Linked DNA regions of Oryza sativa: region 2 is linked to region 1. The links are chromatin contacts, called in public HiCAR-type maps. All regions are on one chromosome and are shown on one strand. The core of a region is the stretch at or near the end of the contact, and the rest is flanking DNA. Distances in the headings are between cores, read along the strand shown. Region 1 has its middle 13 kb from the start of LOC136351240. Region 2 holds the start of LOC4341379.

What was found. HiCAR-type assays count read pairs that join an accessible place to other places.
Region 2: a contact with region 1 is called in a HiCAR-type map of leaf, with 6 times the contacts expected there. The contact joins the promoter of LOC4341379 here to the enhancer-like site in region 1. A contact is called at or near these places in 5 of 15 Hi-C or Micro-C datasets (leaf, leaf mesophyll, panicle and 1 more) and 1 of 4 datasets of contacts at active chromatin or transcription factors (leaf).

What each region holds. Positions count from the first base shown.
Region 1 is chr6:23,441,555-23,446,382 of ASM3414082v1, reverse strand. It overlaps the pseudogene LOC107278114. Among protein-coding and RNA genes, the nearest start is that of LOC136351240, 13 kb to the left of the region's middle. Within about 2 kb of position 1,917, at least 9 of the 15 cell types and tissues checked have open chromatin away from gene starts, as enhancers often do. A contact at or near this core is called in leaf, panicle and seedling, where this site is marked.
Region 2 is chr6:23,556,231-23,561,599 of ASM3414082v1, reverse strand. LOC4341379 reads right to left here and starts at 3,411. Exons shown (of 9, transcript XM_015785591.3): 1 at 3,167-3,411; 2 at 2,619-2,670; 3 at 1,729-1,802; 4 at 1,524-1,613; 5 at 870-1,013. The coding sequence starts at 3,294.

The DNA.
Region 1 (4,828 bases), core at 668-3,167:
AGAGGCAGTTTGTAAAACTACAAAATACTTAAAGAGGCGATAAATTTACTGTCACCACTCCTATAGTCTAAGACTATAGATATATATTGGGGGAGGTCGGTGAGGTCGGTCTGTAAAGTTTCCGACCGTTGAAAGAAATGGTGGGCTGGCCCAATTTGAAACGAAGACTTGGGACAAACTTTGGGTCGTTATTTTTTGGTTTCTCTTGTTCGAAGTCACCGGTCATCTTTTTCTAGGCCTCTATAGTACGTATTCGGCGAAATTACCAACCTTTGAAGTCAAGAATCCTAGAACGATTTTATGGGGTGACTCAAACTTGTGGATTTGCATTGGACGGGAACGCATATCCTTGTCTGCGTGCTTTACTTTTAGGGTCTACGGTAAGCATCAATGCAATGGGCGACGGGACATGCATCAATTTTATACTACTCCCTCCGTTACAGCTTACTCCATTTGTCGTTCAACCAATCTCACCCTAAACTGTTGCAAATTACATTATTATCATCATTAATACATGCTAATAATACTTCCCAAAGCAAAGCTTTACTACCTCCGTCCCAAAATAATTGCAATTCTATATTGTTTAGCATATATTAAGGTTTGAGAAGAAAGACTATGGTGCCCCTCATTAAATGGTGTTTATGTGAGAATGGGAAGATGGTTGAGGGTAAAATAGGGAGAAATTTGAATGAGATATGATTGATGGGGCAATTAGTACTATAGAATTACAATTATTTTGGGACAAATTTTGAATCCTAGAAATGCAATTATTTTGGAACGGGGGTAGTAATTTTTTTAGTAAGTACGAGAAAGACATCTCTAAAGCTGCTTTGAAATGTGACAACGATAAACATATCTAATAAAGATTTAAAATAATAGAACCACACGACAAGTAAATTGTTTCGTGAGTATCATTGATTTAAGCGGGTTGTACCAAGCTCTACTTGGTACATATGTCTAGATTCATTAACATCAATATTAATATGAGAAATGCTAAAATGACTTACATTGTGAAACGGAGGAAGGACATGCAAGTGCATCAAAGCGCAGACTCCGCTCGCTCATCCTTATAGCTAGTCGTCTATAAAGTTTGGAAGGAGTCTTGAAACACATTGCCACAACACCGATCACAATTATAGCAAAAAATAAAAAGAGGAGGCCAGAGCCTGATGGCAGGGGCAAAAAAGCCTAGAGAGCTAACGAATGTCGTGATAATAGTCCCCTATGTAAACACGCCCTCCCCCTAACACTTGTACTCCCTCCGTTTCGAAATGTTTGACACCGTTGACTTTTTAGCACATATTTGACCGTTCGTCTTATTAAAAAAATTTATGAAATATGTAAAACTATATGTATATATGAAAGTATATTTAACAATGCATCAAATGATATGAAAAGAATAAATAATTACTTAAATTTTTTGAATAAGACGAATGGTTGAACACATACTAAAAAGTCAACGGTGTCAAATATTTTGAAACAGAGAGAGTATATAAACTCACTTCTCTTCTTTATTAATGAAACGAAGCAGTCCCCTTGCTCTCTTCTTCGAAAAAAAAAGTGCGTGTGCACGTGAATTGAAGTTATCTTATCATCTTGCGGTATACTGTAACACAAAGTGTTTTATATGTATCACGAAAGTAAATGCTTTAGACTTGTTTCTTCTAATCGGGCTTGGAACATATAGTGCGAGGAAATGCCCGATTAGTTTCCTTGGGGCCCCTTCCTTTCAGTCCAAAAGTTGCTGCGTAAATCCAGCCCGCTAGAAATTTTGTGCTGGCTGTTTTAAATATTCCTCGGGTTACAACTATAGTAAACCAAAAGGCCTGAGACCAGACGGCCCGGCCCACGGCACGAGGTTTTGGCCCGTCCCAAGCACGGTCCAGGCCGACTTTTGGGTCATACCTAGGCCTCTATCTTGGCACGGTGTGCTGGCCGGAGACGGCCCGAAGACATGAGGGACGCAAATAGACTTATTCTGACCACATAAGAGATGGCCCAAAGAGACGAGAGAGACAAAATATACTTTTTCGAAGGAGGAGCACATAGGTTTTCATGCCTTTGGGCCGGCTCGACACGACCCGTCTTATTGGACCATACTTAGGCCATTGGCGCAGCAGTGGGCAGGCCCAGCTTGGCCCGACATGTAGGTCGCGCCACACTAGTCCGACTGATCTAGAAGCTAGGCCCGGTCATGCCCGAGCCGTGTCGGGCCAAGCGGCCCATCTAGCTATCTATGTTTACAACTAAAGAAGGCCAGACTAAAAGGAAAAGTTAACTTCATTCACAAATTAATTGTACATGTAGACAACTATGCATGATTTTTTTATAGCCAACTATCCATGAATTGAGATAAAAGAGCAAAATAACTCTGTGCTATATGCATATGCGAAGAATGGAGAGAAAAAAATAAAGAGTATTGACTCTTATATAAAAGTTAGCTCTACACATGTTCTAAGATAAATGCATTAAATATAAGTAAAATTAGAGAGGGAAAAGCAGCTGAAGTCAATCTTATGTCTAATTACACGTTGGCTAAAATATAGGCCTAAAACCAACAGTTATCTTTACCATTAAACTTGTGCCAAGAGATCTCTCATCACTTACTCTAAAGTTGTAGCTCTAGTTATAAATGCTTCCCAATCCTATCTTCTTGTATGGTTTGGTACCCAATAAAGCAAGACATGCAAGAAACCATATAATCAACAATGTCAAGTCATCATATCGCATTAGTATAGGGTTATTAGTCGTTGGATCAAAAAGCTACTTATCCATCGAATTGAATCATTGATTACTCATCCATTCACTTCCGTTGAGCTCATTATCACGCATTACATTGTTATCCATTATTCACATGACACTATGTTTTTCCCTCCAAGTCCTCAAAGATAATGCTAACTTATCTTTTTTTTAATGCAATTCCAATTATTGCATAAAATGTGACTTTGTTTGGTTATAAACAATTGGATAAAATACAATAATTAGGCATCATTGACCTAAACCCATTTTTGAAACAAGCTTGAGATGACACAGAGAAGTGCAGACTATCTAATTGTGACAATATCTAGATTATGCATTAAAATAAGAGATAATCCAAGAAATGCAATTGACTAGCAATACTTGCATGCATATTTAATTAGAAATAATCTAGTTTCACTTGTACTTGGCAAATTATTTGTATACAGGAGATTACTTCATAGATGGAGGAGAAATGATGGAAATTCATCGTTTAACCAATCAAAGCCCGACATGTGGCAAACATATGGATGGATGGGCTCACAAACCAATTAGAACATATGCAAATAGGCCCAACCAACATGCCACTGTGGGTCGACCCCTGGGTTTGGCCGACCCCGGCCTAGCCCGGCCCAGCCACAACTGCCTATGACGGTTACTACCGACTTCTCTATGGCGGTTGTGACCGGTATTGGCGCTACTAACCATCATTAAGCAGCTATAAAAGGCTCTCTCCTCCTCCATTTCAACACACACCAAGAAGGAATCAAGTGAAGAAGCTCTTTAGTTTTCATACTTTGCTCTAGTGCTAGTAGAGTTAGAATTAGAATAGTCTTCTCTAGTTCCTGAAGTCTTCCGGAGAATTCGAATATGGTTCTAGTAGCTTTTCTGTCTCTTGTAAGACTTTATCCGATAATGAAATATTCTTCTTTATATAGTTTTGATCCTTGCATAATTATTCGAGTACCAACTTTGGGTTATACTTGCCTTGTATTAATTATGTGACTAGCTTACCAGAGATATACAATGGTATTGGCTTAGTGTCTATTTATCTAGTTGCTCTATATCATCTGCAGAGATGTAGAGTAATATTTAGGAAGCTAAGTGCGGCGCTTAGATTATTAGATATCATTAAGTGGTGCTATTTGCCACAGATCTATAGAGGTGGGTCGCTGATGGTGACAGCTCAGTACGGGTGTTTGGTGCGGGTACTCCTCCGTAACTTTAATCGGTTGGATAGCCATGACGGATTGTCATAAGGAACTCGACAATATGGGGTGGTTTCTCGATATACCAGGAGGACATAGTTAGGAGGTATTAACCACATAGTTGTACAATAGAAAGTGTATACTAAAATGACTACTTCCTCCGGATAGATAATACTTATCGTTTTAGACAAGAGTGAGGTCAAACTTTAGAATCTTTGATTATGAATCATTTTTAAAATATTTGTCTTTCAAATATGGTCACTACATGTGTAGATTGGTCTTAAAAACTACTTTTATAAAATCATATATTTGTTAACACTTTTATACATATTATAATGGAAAATAATGGTCAAAGTTGGTTTTTGGAGACCGTGTCCTTATCCAAAATGATAAGTATTATCAACTCGGAGGGAGTATATACTAGAAGTACAGGAATGAAGCTTTTCTTATTTCTTCTCTGCTTAGCCTAGACTTATAATTTAGTGGCAATATTCTAAACTGAGCCTTCTATGTGTCAAATCAATCCTTATACTCAAATGATTAACCCCTACATAAAGCTTTGATCTACATAAGTATGATAAGAATTTATAGCATCGTACTCTCCTACCATATATTTCCTTGGTATTAAATAAATATGATACCTTGGAAATACTTCCAGGTGAAATGCTCAGCTGTATATCCGTGCGCTTGTGGATTTATTTTTGTAACCCATAAGATTACCGTTTAATATTTCTGGCAACATTACTTGGGATTAAATTCTAAGAAATATGAACAAACGTCTAGAAAACTCATCGGCTGAAACCCCGATGAAACCCTTATTTGCAATCAAGAAGCATCTAGAGATTATGGTTCTAAGCACGGCTTAGTAGATCAAACTTAATTGA
Region 2 (5,369 bases), core at 2,162-4,661, 110 kb before region 1:
ATTGATAACACAAGTATAATAAGGAAAAAAGAAAATAAAAAGTGCCAGACAACATCTACAGAGTTAGCATGTTTGAAGCATGTACTGATAAATTTAACAAATCATGTGAAAACATATACAACACTATACTAATCGAAAATGTACTTCCAGAGCATTACTTAGGGCTGGCCTCCAAAATTCTTTTTTTAACTCTGCATGGACTTCCTGTGCTTCCTACTCTTATGGTGAAAATAGTCATGAAAATTTCTCAAATAATTTGGTAGTGGTGATACAAAATAAATCTATCAACTATCATGATAGAAAATTTCAAATCTAAATTTGATGTGGACATGAAGAAATAGAAAGGAAAAATTCAACGGAAAGTGGAATGGCAAAAAGAAAAAGGGAAAGCTACTATTCACTGATATTTGTTTTTTTGTTTCTCCCAATACAAGCCACATTTGCAGTTGAATTTTTACACATTGTTTTTATAGATAATGATCTATACTGCTAAGTTATTTCAGAATTTTTTATGACTATTTGCAGTCAAATTTTTAGAAGATAAGTCCAGAACACAAGTAAAATGTTCTCCTTGCCTGTACACAACTATGGTAAGTGCTAAGTGCTCCTAACAAGACAGTTACTAGTTTAACTCTTGAATGTAAATTCAGCATAGGGTGCTTATAGCACTTGTAAATACACATTTGTCTTGCTTATTAAATATATTATTTTCAAAATTTCCTTTAGCTGTATTATCAATCTATGCCTCTGTGATCTTTCATTCAATCACTGGGATTTATCCATTTTGCTTGCTGCATTCAACTGGACTTAGAATGTACTTAAAGAAAATAAGGTTTCTTAAATAATCTGAGCAAATATGGTTCACTTACGGGGTCAACAAGTCCTTCCTGAAAGGTAGTCCATCAGTGATGACAGTATAAATTACGACTGCAGCCATCATTGCCCCCAAAATGCTGAAAATAATTCTCCCAATTATGACAAAAGAGGACTTTCTTTCGGATAGATCTCCTTGCCTGAAAAGAAGTTGAGAAACACCTCAAAACACAGAAGATAAGAATAACAATTGATATATGAACAACAATATTCCTTAGACATCCAGAATGTGACACAAGGTCACCACATTGGTGAGAGCATGCACTATGGAACTATGGAATTTGGAGTGTTAGGTATATTACTCAACATATGAGGGATCTAGACCCAAAAGATGCAAAAACTGTGAAAGCAAAAGTTTCTTGTTGTAGGTGTTGAAATCTACAGGATAACACATTTCACAGGTCCCCCCAAAGTTGAAAGAGAACATAGCGTAACCATGAACCAATATAAGCTTCTTATAGTCCATGTCCACCAGACCATCAGTGCCCCCAGCCCAGAAAAAGAACAAAATTGCCAAATCCATTTCTGTTTTCAATATCAGCATGTAAAAAAAAAACTTTTTTTTACTTGATTTGCCAAATTATGCTGTCAAAAGCATCAAACTAAAATCTTTTCATCCTGCATACGCTAGGAAAAATTTGAATCTGTACCTGAGGAATAAAAGATCAAGTGGATCTTGTGAAGGTCCGGAAGTTTTTATTTCAAAAAGCTTCACAACAACATAAGCACATGTAGCAATACTGAAAAGATAACAGGAAAAAAGGATGATCACATTAGGTAAAATGAATATCTCCATTCAAACAGAATTATGAAAGTTTGACAAGCCACAAATATTATCAAGAAGGAAATGAGTACCTGCCAAAACAGTACAACAGAACTACCCAAAAGAAAGAACTAATCCAATTTACTTCCTTGTAGATAACCCAAGTCTGCAACATGCAAGAACATCTCTAGCTCACATCAAGATGAAATAATATTTAAAATTGTATCTCCATACATGAAGCGGACAAATAAATAATGATTTTCTTTTACATTATTTATATCATGTAGAGCAAAGCATTTGAGTGGTCAACCCTTGCAGATCCAAATATCCTTTAGTTTGTGTATATATTTAAGGTGGAATCTAGAAATTGTTTGTCTTAATCAGGGGAAAGGAGCTAATTAGGATAAGACACACAAAAGAATTCTCTGTTAGTTTTTCAGTGGTACACAGATTGGAGTTGGAGCAGAAATATCAGCAAAAGCTCCAAACTTCACACACACACACACAAAAAAAAAATACATGTTAAGAGAGATAATACAACAAAACTTCTCTACTATCATTTCATATCTGAGATCAATCGTCATGCAATTTAGTTAAAGCTTCAACCAGTTAGATACCATTCCCTCATACAGATCAGGAACTATGTTTGGTGGAAATCAAAATTTCACCAGATTCGCAAATTTAGCAAACATTTTATCAATTGAGTACACACAGAAAAAAAAAAGGTCTAACTCCAAGCATTATATCTCCTATGAAATATGTTTTGGCAACATTGAATTTATTCGTAAATAACAGATTTAAAAAATGGTAGAACATATTGCACTTTTGTACAATGCATGCAAACAATTGACTGCTGCCGCTTTCACTTCACGCTCCAGAAAATAATTCCTTCTAATCATACTGCTTGTAAACACTTCCTTCGTAACAAAATAACTAGTTGGTGAAGAGGGCGCAAAGTACAGCACAGAGATAAATGAATTACCGAAATCGCAGTCACATTGACATAAAAATCAATCAGTGTTGCCACCAACCACCTACACAGAGAAAAATTACAACTTCAAGTTAAGGCGCTTTTGGACAATAGTTCTGACCTCCCTACTCTGATGCAACACATAGTTCATTCGTTAAGAACATACAAACTCTCTCAAAGCCTTGGGCACAAACTACAAACCTAGAGGTCTAGAGCATAATTGGTGCACTTAATTATCCAAAGTTGCATCCATCGAGAACTACCTATACTTCCTGTCTTTCTGCAGCACCATTGTGCAGGTCACAGACAATAACATTGGAATAATACTTAAAATAGTACTAGTGACTCCCAACATTTGCTAATCATTACGCCTAAATTTAAAACAAAAATCCAAAAGCTTGAAATGGTCTACTTTAGTAAAAAAAGCAATAGCTGACTAACAATCAGTAACTAGCACATCTGAAATTAGCCAGCACTACCAAAATTCGCGGCAGTAACTAGCACCCAATCCTCTTCCATGGAGGGGGAAGGAAAACGAAGTGGTGTATCAACGCACTCACGGGGTGAGCAGCTCGAGGCGAAACGGCGAGCCGTCGGTGACGCAGGTGTACACCAGGGTGCCCAGCATGAGAGCGCCCAGCGCCGCGAACACCGCCCTGTACACGCCTATGGATCCCGCCGCCGCCATGGATGCGCCCGCTGGCCGCCGCGCGGTCGCCGAGGGTATCAAACGAAGTGGTGTATCAAACTAAACTACCAAAAACTCACCGCGAGACGAAATGGGGAAGCGGGGGAATTCGTCGGCGGAAGAGTCGTGCGAAACAGTACAGAAGGGAAATTTCCTCATCGGGCGAGTGGACGGGACGCGGACACGTCGTGGCGGAGGAACCGGAGGCGGAGGCGAGGCCACGTAGGCGGAATGCGCCTACACCGTAGGTCGCAGTGGAGGAGGAAGGCGTGGGAGTCGGGAGGGGTGGAGGTGGGGATCCGAGCTCGCCGCCGGCCGCCGCGCGCCGCGCGGCTCCGGCGATGTCGGCGAAGGGTAGAAGAGACGGGTTCAATGGGCTGGTTAGGCTATGGGCTGGATCTGATTGGACCTAAAAGTTACCGTTAGGCCTTTCTTTTTAAGGCCCAAAGCAAATTGGGTCAATCTGTGAAGCAGGCTTCATTTTGCTTTAAATTGAAGTTTAAGGGCCCATCATCAGAAATATAATCTTGTTCTTTGGCAACACACATCATGTCCAACTGATTTTGGCCTCAGTTCACTGAATGAATATTGCAGTTTATGAATTTTTTTCCCTACAGAAAACTTTGGATTAATTGTTTGCATACGGACTGTGATGATTCCCAATTATTCAAATCCAAATAGAATTAACCTCACAATTTCACTAAGGTATACATCTCCAATGTTTCTCTCCAAACATGGCCACTTGGTCAGTTAAAAGACCAGGCAGTGATCCACCCTTAACTTTTACTACTCTTTCTCCACAAACTACTAAACTGTTGTTTTTTTAAATAAAAAAAATATTATAGGAAAATTACTTTAAAGAATCGTATTAATTTATTTTTTAAGTTTTTTAAGTTAATACTTAATTAACTATGTGCTAACTCAACCCTCCATTTTGCATGTCGAGGAAAAACGGTTCTCAAACCTTTGCTTCAAACATAGCCGAGACATCTTTTTCTTCTCTTCCATCAAATGACTCGCAGACCTCCGGCAATGATGTAAATTGTCACGACGTTTGCAGACAAGAACCACTGGCATCTCATCACCGAACAAATTTCGTCAGCTCCGGGACGGTTTTGCCTCGGCGTTCAGTCACAACGCCGTGACAGCCGCAGCAGCAGCAGCAGCAGCAGCTGCAGTAAATGGCTAGACGACGGCGGAGAGAGTCAGTAAATTGGTCGGCCGGCCGGCTACCCGGCCCAATCTCCGCAGCCAAGCCAGCCGCCCTGACGTACGACGCCCGCGCCTCGGAGTGATGGACCCAACCGCCGCAACACCATCAATCCGTCAGAAAAATCCGCCTTGATCGATCGATCGATTGATTGCTCGTCGCGATGGCCAAGGTATCTGCATCCGAAACCGCTGCTTTCGTCACTGATCCATTGTACTATATTCGTCCCGAAATATTACTACTAACCTAGCTAATGATTAGATACTTTATAGTATAACAAATCAAAATAGGTTTCAGTTTAAATTTGTTGTACTAGAAAATATCCGATCATATATTAGATAGCAACATTTTGACACGGAGCAAGTATATCTGTATCAGCAGCGATGACGCGCTAGCTCCAGCTATATATCAGCAGCAGCCGGCCGGCCATGCATCGGGTTGTCTGCGTGAGAGGTGGCATTGGCTTGGCAGGCAGAGATGCATACGCATCCATGCATGCAGGAAAAAGATAAGCATGGATCGAGTGACATTTCGTTCCAATCTTGGGCTATCTTGTGTAGATCAGATAAGGAAGGAGACGCATATATAGCCGCTGAGCTAGCTGACGACATTGCAGCCTGCAGACATCGATCGAGCTACCCTGCCGACGAAGCATGACTATGTACTCCCTCCGTTTCAAAATATTTGACACCGTTGACTTTTTAGCACACATTTGACCGTTCGTCTTATTCAAAAATTTTTGTGAAATATGTAAAATTATATGCCTACATAAAAATATATTTAACAATGAATCAAATGATAGGAAAAGAATTAATAATTACTTAAAATTTTTGAATAAGACGAACGGTCAAACATGTGTTAAAAA